Regions from separate parts of the Mus musculus genome. Here region 2 is linked to region 1. The links are chromatin contacts, called in public Hi-C maps. All regions are on one chromosome and are shown on one strand. Each heading gives the region's core, a stretch centred on a gene start, on an enhancer-like site or on the middle of the called end of the contact. The rest is flanking DNA. Distances are from core to core; before and after follow the strand shown. Region 1 overlaps Gm33370 (predicted gene, 33370). Region 2 has its middle 11 kb from the start of Prdm8.

Region 1 (3,486 bases), core at 263-2,762:
CTTTAACGGTCACTCTTGAATGGTGGACCTCCAGTAAGCATCCCAGGGAGCCTAAATAGTGATGCTGCAGAGCCAATAAAAGTCTTTATGAGGAGAAAACCAAAGCAGGACAAGAGCTGGAAGTTAGGCTTGTGGCTGACAGGGCACAAGAAACCCTGTTAGGTAAGAGGAACCTTCTTATTTGATGAAAACAAGCGGCCAAGGGAAAGTCTCTGCATGGTGGGAAGGCAACTGATTTGCTGGGTTTTAGTGTTTGGCTGTGAGTTCTGAGCAACAGAAATAGGAAGGAAGCAGCTCTGTACTGCATCTGGCCTCTTAGGAAACCTCGAGATGGGGCACAGGATAAGCCCCGTCTTCTCCTGCCTCGTGTTCTTCTCATGGAATCTTGAGATGCACTGGCTTTTTCTTAAAAGAAAGTTTCCAGCACCCAGTAGTGAAAAATGACCACCACCCAATTAGAAGGTTCTGGGTGCCAGGGACCTATCTGATCTCTTTCCTGAGCACCTGGAGCACAAAAGTTGCTCAGGGGAAGAAAGGTTCAAAGAACAAACACTTGTGGGGCCCTAATCATTGAGAGTAGACAGAGAAATATCTGGGAGATTTTTTTTGTATTATTCATATGAATAATGATAACAGAGAAGAAGGACAAGAAGGGGAGAGACCAGAGAGATCAAGACACACAGAGAGAAGTAGGAAGAGATGGAAGAGGGAAAGGAGGTAGGAGAGAAGGAGGAAGAGAAAGGGGAGAGACAGGAGGACAGAGAGGAGGGGGAGGAGCGGGAGGAGGGGAAGGAGGGAGAAGACAGAGATCATTCCTCATCTGTTACGACAACTGAGTTATTTTTGTTCATATCTATTTTGTATTTGTGACTTCCTGCAGAAAAGATGTCAGATGATTATGATGAAATAGCCCTGTGCTCTATGTGGTTGGTATACGTGCACCAGCGTGTGTGTGTGTGTGTGTGTGTGTGTGTGTGTGTGTGTGTGTGTGGTGTGTGTGTGTGTGTGTGTGTGTGTGTGTGGTGTGTGTGGTGTGTGTGTGTGTGTGTGTGTGTTTAATTCTTCAGTTCTGCTGAAGTGACTTCCCTGCTTCTCCTGATTCAGCAGTGAGCACTGAGAATTATAAGAAGCAGGATTAGCTCACAAACAAAACAGCCCATCCCTGCCTAATAACATAGCTTAGTGATAATGAGGGCAAGGCACTCTGGGAAGGCCACTCCCCTTCAGAAGTCTTAGGACATCTAAATTGGGAGTTGGTGATCTTGTAAACAAATTCAAATTACCTTCCAGCAAAACCCCAAACTACTTGTTGGAGATGGGTTTTGGCTAGAAGATGTGAATCCAGATCAAAATCAAAAGCCACATAAGTACTAAAATAGCCAAAACAGAGACGCAGTCATTACAGGAAACTCACGAGGCTTCAAAGGAGGTTTAAAGAAGGAAGAGCTGCAGCCAGAAGAGCTGGTGGCGTTGCCCGTCTGTACTGGAAATGTCGACATCCTCTGGAGAGGAAGAGGAAGGAGTTAGCGGTGCCAGACAAGCAGCTGGACAATGACAAGACAGGAAACCGGGCTGCTGATGACAGTGAACTACAAACCGGGAGGAGGGAAGCATCAAAGCTACGGGGCCGCTGAAGACTGTGGGCAGGGACAAAGTGAAAGCCGTGAGGGGCTCAGAACCAGCCACAGGCCACATACGCATGGTCTAGCGGGTAGCCAAGTCTCCATTTATTTCTGTTGAAATACCATGAAAGGTCCTTTGTCCTGTTGCAATCATCCCAGGAATATTCTATTGTATTTTGCACAGGTTCAAACATTGCCTTGAAGGGCAGCCATTCAAATGTGAGAGAACACTGTTGTAGATGTCTCAATATAGTTCTGGTTAACGTTTATAGGTAACACTTAGTATATTTGTTCCCAGTACTTTATGGAAAAATATAATTTAATCCCAAGGTTAAAGGGCCAAAACAGAACAGGTGTAAGAAATGAATTCAGTGATTGTTCTCCAGAGCTCATGCTCTAAGCCCCCCCCCCCTCCATCTTGCCTAAGAAGCCCCGTAGAGTAGAGAGATGATGGATCTATGGTATTGTCCTGAACAAACTTTCAGCTCACTTCTATTTACATCTGCTCCACTTGCCAGAATTCTCTTGCCAACCTTTGCAGCGAGAGATAGTAGCTAAATGCTCAGAATTAAAGAGCAACCCCCAAAACCTGGAAAAGAGTCTAAGTGAACAAAGCCTGCCTGGAATGGAAGAGCTCTGAGTGAAGAGAGTCAGCACAGAGAAGCAAACAGAGGACCCTGTAAGGTACAGTTCTACTAGTCTTCTCAGAATCTCAGAAGTGGAATCCTTTGACCATATGAGGGGGTGGCCGTAAGCTATTATTTAAGACCATAGCAATATTGGAGGGAACTACCTTACCAATAATCAAATGTAAGTATTACTGCTATTATTAATTAACAACTTGATGTAGTTAAGTGATGCAGCAAGGCTTTAGCTACTTTGTGGATTATTCTTTCTTCCACCCTTCTCCATCTGTTTTCTGTCCTTTTAACCCCCTAACACTAGATAGGAGAAAAAAAAGGATAGAAAGGAAAAGGGGGTGTTATCATTAATAGGTGGGACTGTTCCTGCTAACAGGGGTCTTGAGTTTCTGGGAGCAAGTTTGATCTTTGCTGTCAAGATATGTGATTTCTTCTTGTTTCTTCTTTTTGCACAGGACTACTTATCAAACTGTAATCAACAACAACCATTAACAACCAACAACCAACCAACCAACCAACCAACCAACCAACAATCAACAACTCCACCTCTCAGGGCCCTTTTTTATATATTCCCTGAAAACTTTCCAGAATTCCAAACACCACACAATCGCATAAAACTGTCTTCAAGTGTCAGAATCATGCCCCCACCAGAGCTCAAGGAAAATCAGTCAGCTGCTTCGTACACGCTGAAGCAGCCCCATGTCCCACACCTGGGAATAAAATGAAAGCACGTTCTTTTCTCTGTGTGTGTGTGTGTGTGTGTGTGTGTATGTGTGTGTATTTTAAGAAACCAAAATTCTTACCACAAAATGATATCTGAGTTTGCTTTCTATTGCTGTGATAAATATCATGGGGGAAAAAAAAAAACCCAAAACAAAAAACCACCAACACCACCAAAACGTGGGGAAGAGAGTTTATTTAGCTTACTTTTCCAGGGCATAGTCCATCTTTGAGAGTTATGGGGCAGTGAACTGTGCACAGACAGCTTGTCCCAGTTGAGCACAGGCCTTGAACTCTGGAGACCTGGTGGGTGGTGACTTTTGCCTTCATGGGACCATAGGAGTTCAGCCATGCCTCTGGGGCCCCTGGATCCAGTCGCTGCTACTGCCTCCCCTACCCCTCAGAGGTCTGTGGCCATCAGTCACATAGAAGCAGCACCAAGCCCTCCCACATGCTAATAAGATTTCCCCAAAGCTCTCAGACCAAACCAATGAGAAGTACCT
Region 2 (3,947 bases), core at 635-3,134, 1.3 Mb before region 1:
CTGCTAATTTTCCTAGGGATAGTTAGCAAGCCACGCCCTAAGCTCCTATGCTATTTGGGCGACAGACAGGGCTAAGCTCTCCTTAGCCCTCAACCTCCATTTCCCCCTTCCTCCTCCCCAGTGCTGGTACCTACTACTAACCTAGCAGCTGCTTCCTCCTATCGCACACACTCTCCGCAGCCAGAATTACTTATGTTTGCCCTAAGCTATGATCTTCAGCTATCTGAAATCTCCAGCCCAGTCTCTGAATCCAGAAACATTTGTGGATCCCCAAATTCCTCCTTCTAAAGGATAATGGAGACAGTAGTTAAGTGCTCTCTATTTGGCAAGCTGAATACGTGTATGTTTGAGCTCTGAGTCTTCAATTAGCTAGCTAGGTGTCTGAGAGAACCTCTTAACCTCTCTGAACTTCCAATACAGCAAGAGCAGGCTTGTGCTGGGGTCCCAGCTCTGACACATGCTGGGGTTAGGCAGCTTCTCTGTGCTGCTGTTTCCTGTGAAGGAAGAGTACATCTAATGGGAAAAAAAATCCATGTGTCAGCATAAGAATTAAGTGTGGTAGAACATTTGGCCTAGACTTAGGAAAAGGCCAGAAGTTAGCCGTCCAAAGCATCTAAATGCTTCTGTCTGACATGCTCAGTGAGTATAAGTTTTGAGTCTTACCTCAACTACTAAATGTTTTCTCCTCTCTAGAAGGAAACAAGATGTAAAGGTTCCTACTGGAATGTGGGGCAGCAGTGTGCTTCAGAGATGTAGAGGAAGTTTTTGGTAGAAAACTGTGACCTTTTTGGAAGCTGCCCCGGCCTTCCAACAAGTTTCTAGGGTCAGGATAAAATATGGAATGCAGGATAAAGGGACTTTGGAACAAGAAGGAGGGCTGGAAGTTTCTTAAAGTGGAAAAATGGAATTTCCATGGTCGGGAAAACAAGGACTATACCTGAAGTAGAAAGAGAGCCAGCATTGAGATTGGTTAGCTTGTCTTAATGCGGTGTGTGTGTGTGTGTGTGTGTGTGTGTGTGTGTGTGTATGACAGTGCTTTAAAACAGCATCTACAGGCAAGGGGTGGGGGTGGGTACACACTTCAGCAGCAGAGGCAAAATACACCTGACTTAAGAAAAGCAAAACTCAGGAAAGATAAAGAGAAGATGAACAGTAAAGGGTATGTGTTAAGGTGAGTTTGTCCTCCAGCAGAGGCTTGCACTGTGTGTATCCCTCAACAACTGAATTTAAATCTCCTTCCAAACAGTGTTGCATTCCCAGATATCCCTTAAACTCCCTTCCAGCTCAAACCCCTTCAAAGTGATAAGCACACCTGGCTCTCCATATTTGTCATTTTCCTCTCTCCTTCAAGATTAGTGTCTGTCCTCTGGCTTTGGCTTCCCCTTTTGTTCCTCACCGATAATAGGATAACCAGCAAGGAAGCCTCGCTCAGCTCAGCAAGACAGACAGGAAAACAGGGCCTCCAACAGCCTTTAAGAGCGCGTCCTTCTGCTTGTCACCCCGGGGTGAGCCCGTGCTGAAGCAGCATCCGCAACCTGGGGTCTTTCATAAACTTCTGGCTCTCGGTGCAGGCTCCACGCAGATCCTGACTAAAAAATGCTGTTAGCAGAAAGGCGAATCAAATCAAATCAGACCAATTCCTTACTGTTTGACCCCAGGGGCAGAGGAGACACTGGTGAGAAGGGAGCCACAACTTGGAAAAAGATTTATTTTTCCTGGCCGTAAATCTCACCCTCTTGTTCCTCTGCCCAACCAAGCATGGTAAAGTCCTTTTCCATAAAGTATTCAGCATTAGAGCCACAAAGCTCCCCCAATCAGCAGCCATCTGCTTCTACCATAACTGCTGCTACCGAACCAGGGAAAGCAGCCGCAGAGAAAGGGCACCGCTGCTAGGCTCCTGGACAAATGAGCCTGAATAGCTCTGGTTTTCCTTGTGTATCTGTATCTATAGAGACAGGAGAAGAAAGGCCGCATTATATTGATACAACAATTGTAAAACAAAACACGGAAGAGCCATCTAAAGGGCAATATCGCATGCATCAGGGGTCCCCAGATAAAAGGGGAGCTAACAGATTTATAGAAACCTTTAATTGGTTTTCAATTGAAAGCTAAAGAGGCTGGAGCGAAGCCGTGAAGAGCCGCAAAGTGCTCTCTCGTTTAGCCCGTCTGGAGGCGTGAACGATTTCGTGGAAGGAGAAAGGGGGCTTGCCTCTTGGGCCTGGGAGCCACGGGCTGATTTTAGATTTTCGCACTCTCTCGATTAGTAGTAAGGGGAGAGAGAAGGAAAGGGCAAAAATCAAAGATAACTTTCTAGCTCCTCGCTGAAGAAATATTTTCAACAGGGGCGTCTCTAAACCTCAAATTCACAAAGAATGGTGAAGCCCGCCCTCACTAGCCGCTCTCCAAGTGCAGACTCAAACTAGGGAAGGGGTCTTTTCAGTACTCAGTCAGGGAGTGGTGCTAGCTCACGTGTTTGAGGCCGGCTAGTGTATTTCGCCCCAGGAAGCCGCTACTCTCCCTCCACCCCCTTTTGCAGTGCCCACCCACAGCAGCCCTGGACGTCGGTCCGTCTGTTCTTAAAGCTAATTTATTGGTCCAACCCTCCATTATCATTTTCAGCTTCCTAATTAATCAAAGATAAAAGGCAATGGCGCAAATTACGATTATGAGGGAACTGGAAGACGGTTTTGAATAAAATAGGAGAACTGGAATATGATTAATTGAACGACATGATAGTGAAATCTCAAGTGCGAGCAACAAGCCCCAAAGGGGCAAACCCTGATTCTTGTAAGGGGACAACGCCTACGTGAGGTCACGTGGGTTGAAGCACAGAAGGAAAAGAACTGGGTTCCAACTCCAGCTCCCAACCTAGCCCAGCGTTCTGTTCCTCCAACTGCTCCCCACCCCCACCGCAGTGCCGCCGTTCCTGTCCAATCTCTGGGCTCCTGGCTAGGGTTACTCCGCAGTAATTAACCTGCACCCCAGTTTCCCGCTTATCTCCCCTCACTTCTTTTCTCCACTCTCACATCCCTTTACTTTTGTCAAGGTTTCGTGAATTCTCGGGAAAGCACGTCCAGTCGGTCAAGAGACCGCTCCTGTAAAGAATAAACTGAGCCCCTGTCCGCCTCTGCTTTTTCAGAGGGAGGGATTAAGGGGCAGACACCGGGCGGGCTCGCAGTTTGCACTTGCTGGTCGCTGTGATTAATGTTTCCGAGGGGATTTACTCTGAGAGCTTATGGAACCTGCTCCGGCCGGAGGGCACTGTGGGCACGCGCTGGGACACTTGGGGATTAAAGGGGACGTCAGATGGGCTCGCAGGGGCCAGGCCATCGTGGCCTATAGCGTCTTTTCTCCATCCCCAACCTCAGCTTCTATAGAAACAGAGAGGACTGGTCTCGGAGGTTGACTTTCCATCTTAGGAATGTCTTCTTTAAGGGAGGAGTGTGCGGAGTGTCCCGAGTGCTTTGGGAGGAAGGAGCTCAGGAGCAAGCGACTGAACTTCCCGTCACTTATTCTGGCTAGCAATGGGAACCCAGAGCTTCACATTCTGAGGCTGCGCTGCTCCTCACCATAACACTCACTCCCTGATCAAATACACCCCCTCCTCTCCCCCCCCCCCCCCCCCCCGTCACGGTCAGAGGAAAACCCCAACTTCCCGGGGTTGTTATACTCCGGGCTGATGGCTAGACTCACCACCCAGGGAGGCATCGTACAGAGCAACAAGTCAGGGCAGGAAACCCATCGCCCTCTATAGCATCTCCCAGGGGCAGACAAACTCCTCCTGAGTCTTTGTACGGACTGTAAGAATAGGAGAAATTACCGAAATGCAAGGGCGGAGGAAAGAGTAGAAAAGAGAACTAGGCAAGGCAGGGGAAGGAGGGTAGAGAGAGAGAGAGAGAGGAGGTAGGAGAGGGGAGGGGAGAAGGGGGGAAGAAGATCAGAGGAGA

What was found. Hi-C and Micro-C count contacts between places; a contact is called where the count stands out from the background.
Region 2: a contact with region 1 is called in a Hi-C map of rod photoreceptor, with 2.6 times the contacts expected there. The contact joins two enhancer-like sites. A contact is called at or near these places in 1 of 484 Hi-C or Micro-C datasets (rod photoreceptor), 5 of 115 datasets of contacts at active chromatin or transcription factors (large pre-B cells, memory CD8 T cells, regulatory T cell precursor and 2 more) and 1 of 9 other capture datasets (liver).

Annotation. Positions count from the first base shown.
Region 1 is chr5:96,909,782-96,913,267 of GRCm38.p6, reverse strand. Gm33370 (predicted gene, 33370) reads left to right here. Exons shown (of 3, transcript NR_168888.1): 2 at 2,141-2,306; 3 at 2,719-2,998. Among named protein-coding and RNA genes, the nearest start is that of Gm24623, 3.9 kb to the right of the region's middle. Within about 2 kb of position 1,512, at least 168 of the 459 cell types and tissues checked have an H3K27ac peak or open chromatin away from gene starts, as enhancers often do. A contact at or near this core is called in rod photoreceptor, where this site is marked.
Region 2 is chr5:98,168,013-98,171,959 of GRCm38.p6, reverse strand. It overlaps a transcript of Prdm8 not described here. Among named protein-coding and RNA genes, the nearest start is that of Prdm8, 11 kb to the left of the region's middle. Within about 2 kb of position 1,884, at least 11 of the 459 cell types and tissues checked have an H3K27ac peak or open chromatin away from gene starts, as enhancers often do. A contact at or near this core is called in rod photoreceptor, where this site is marked.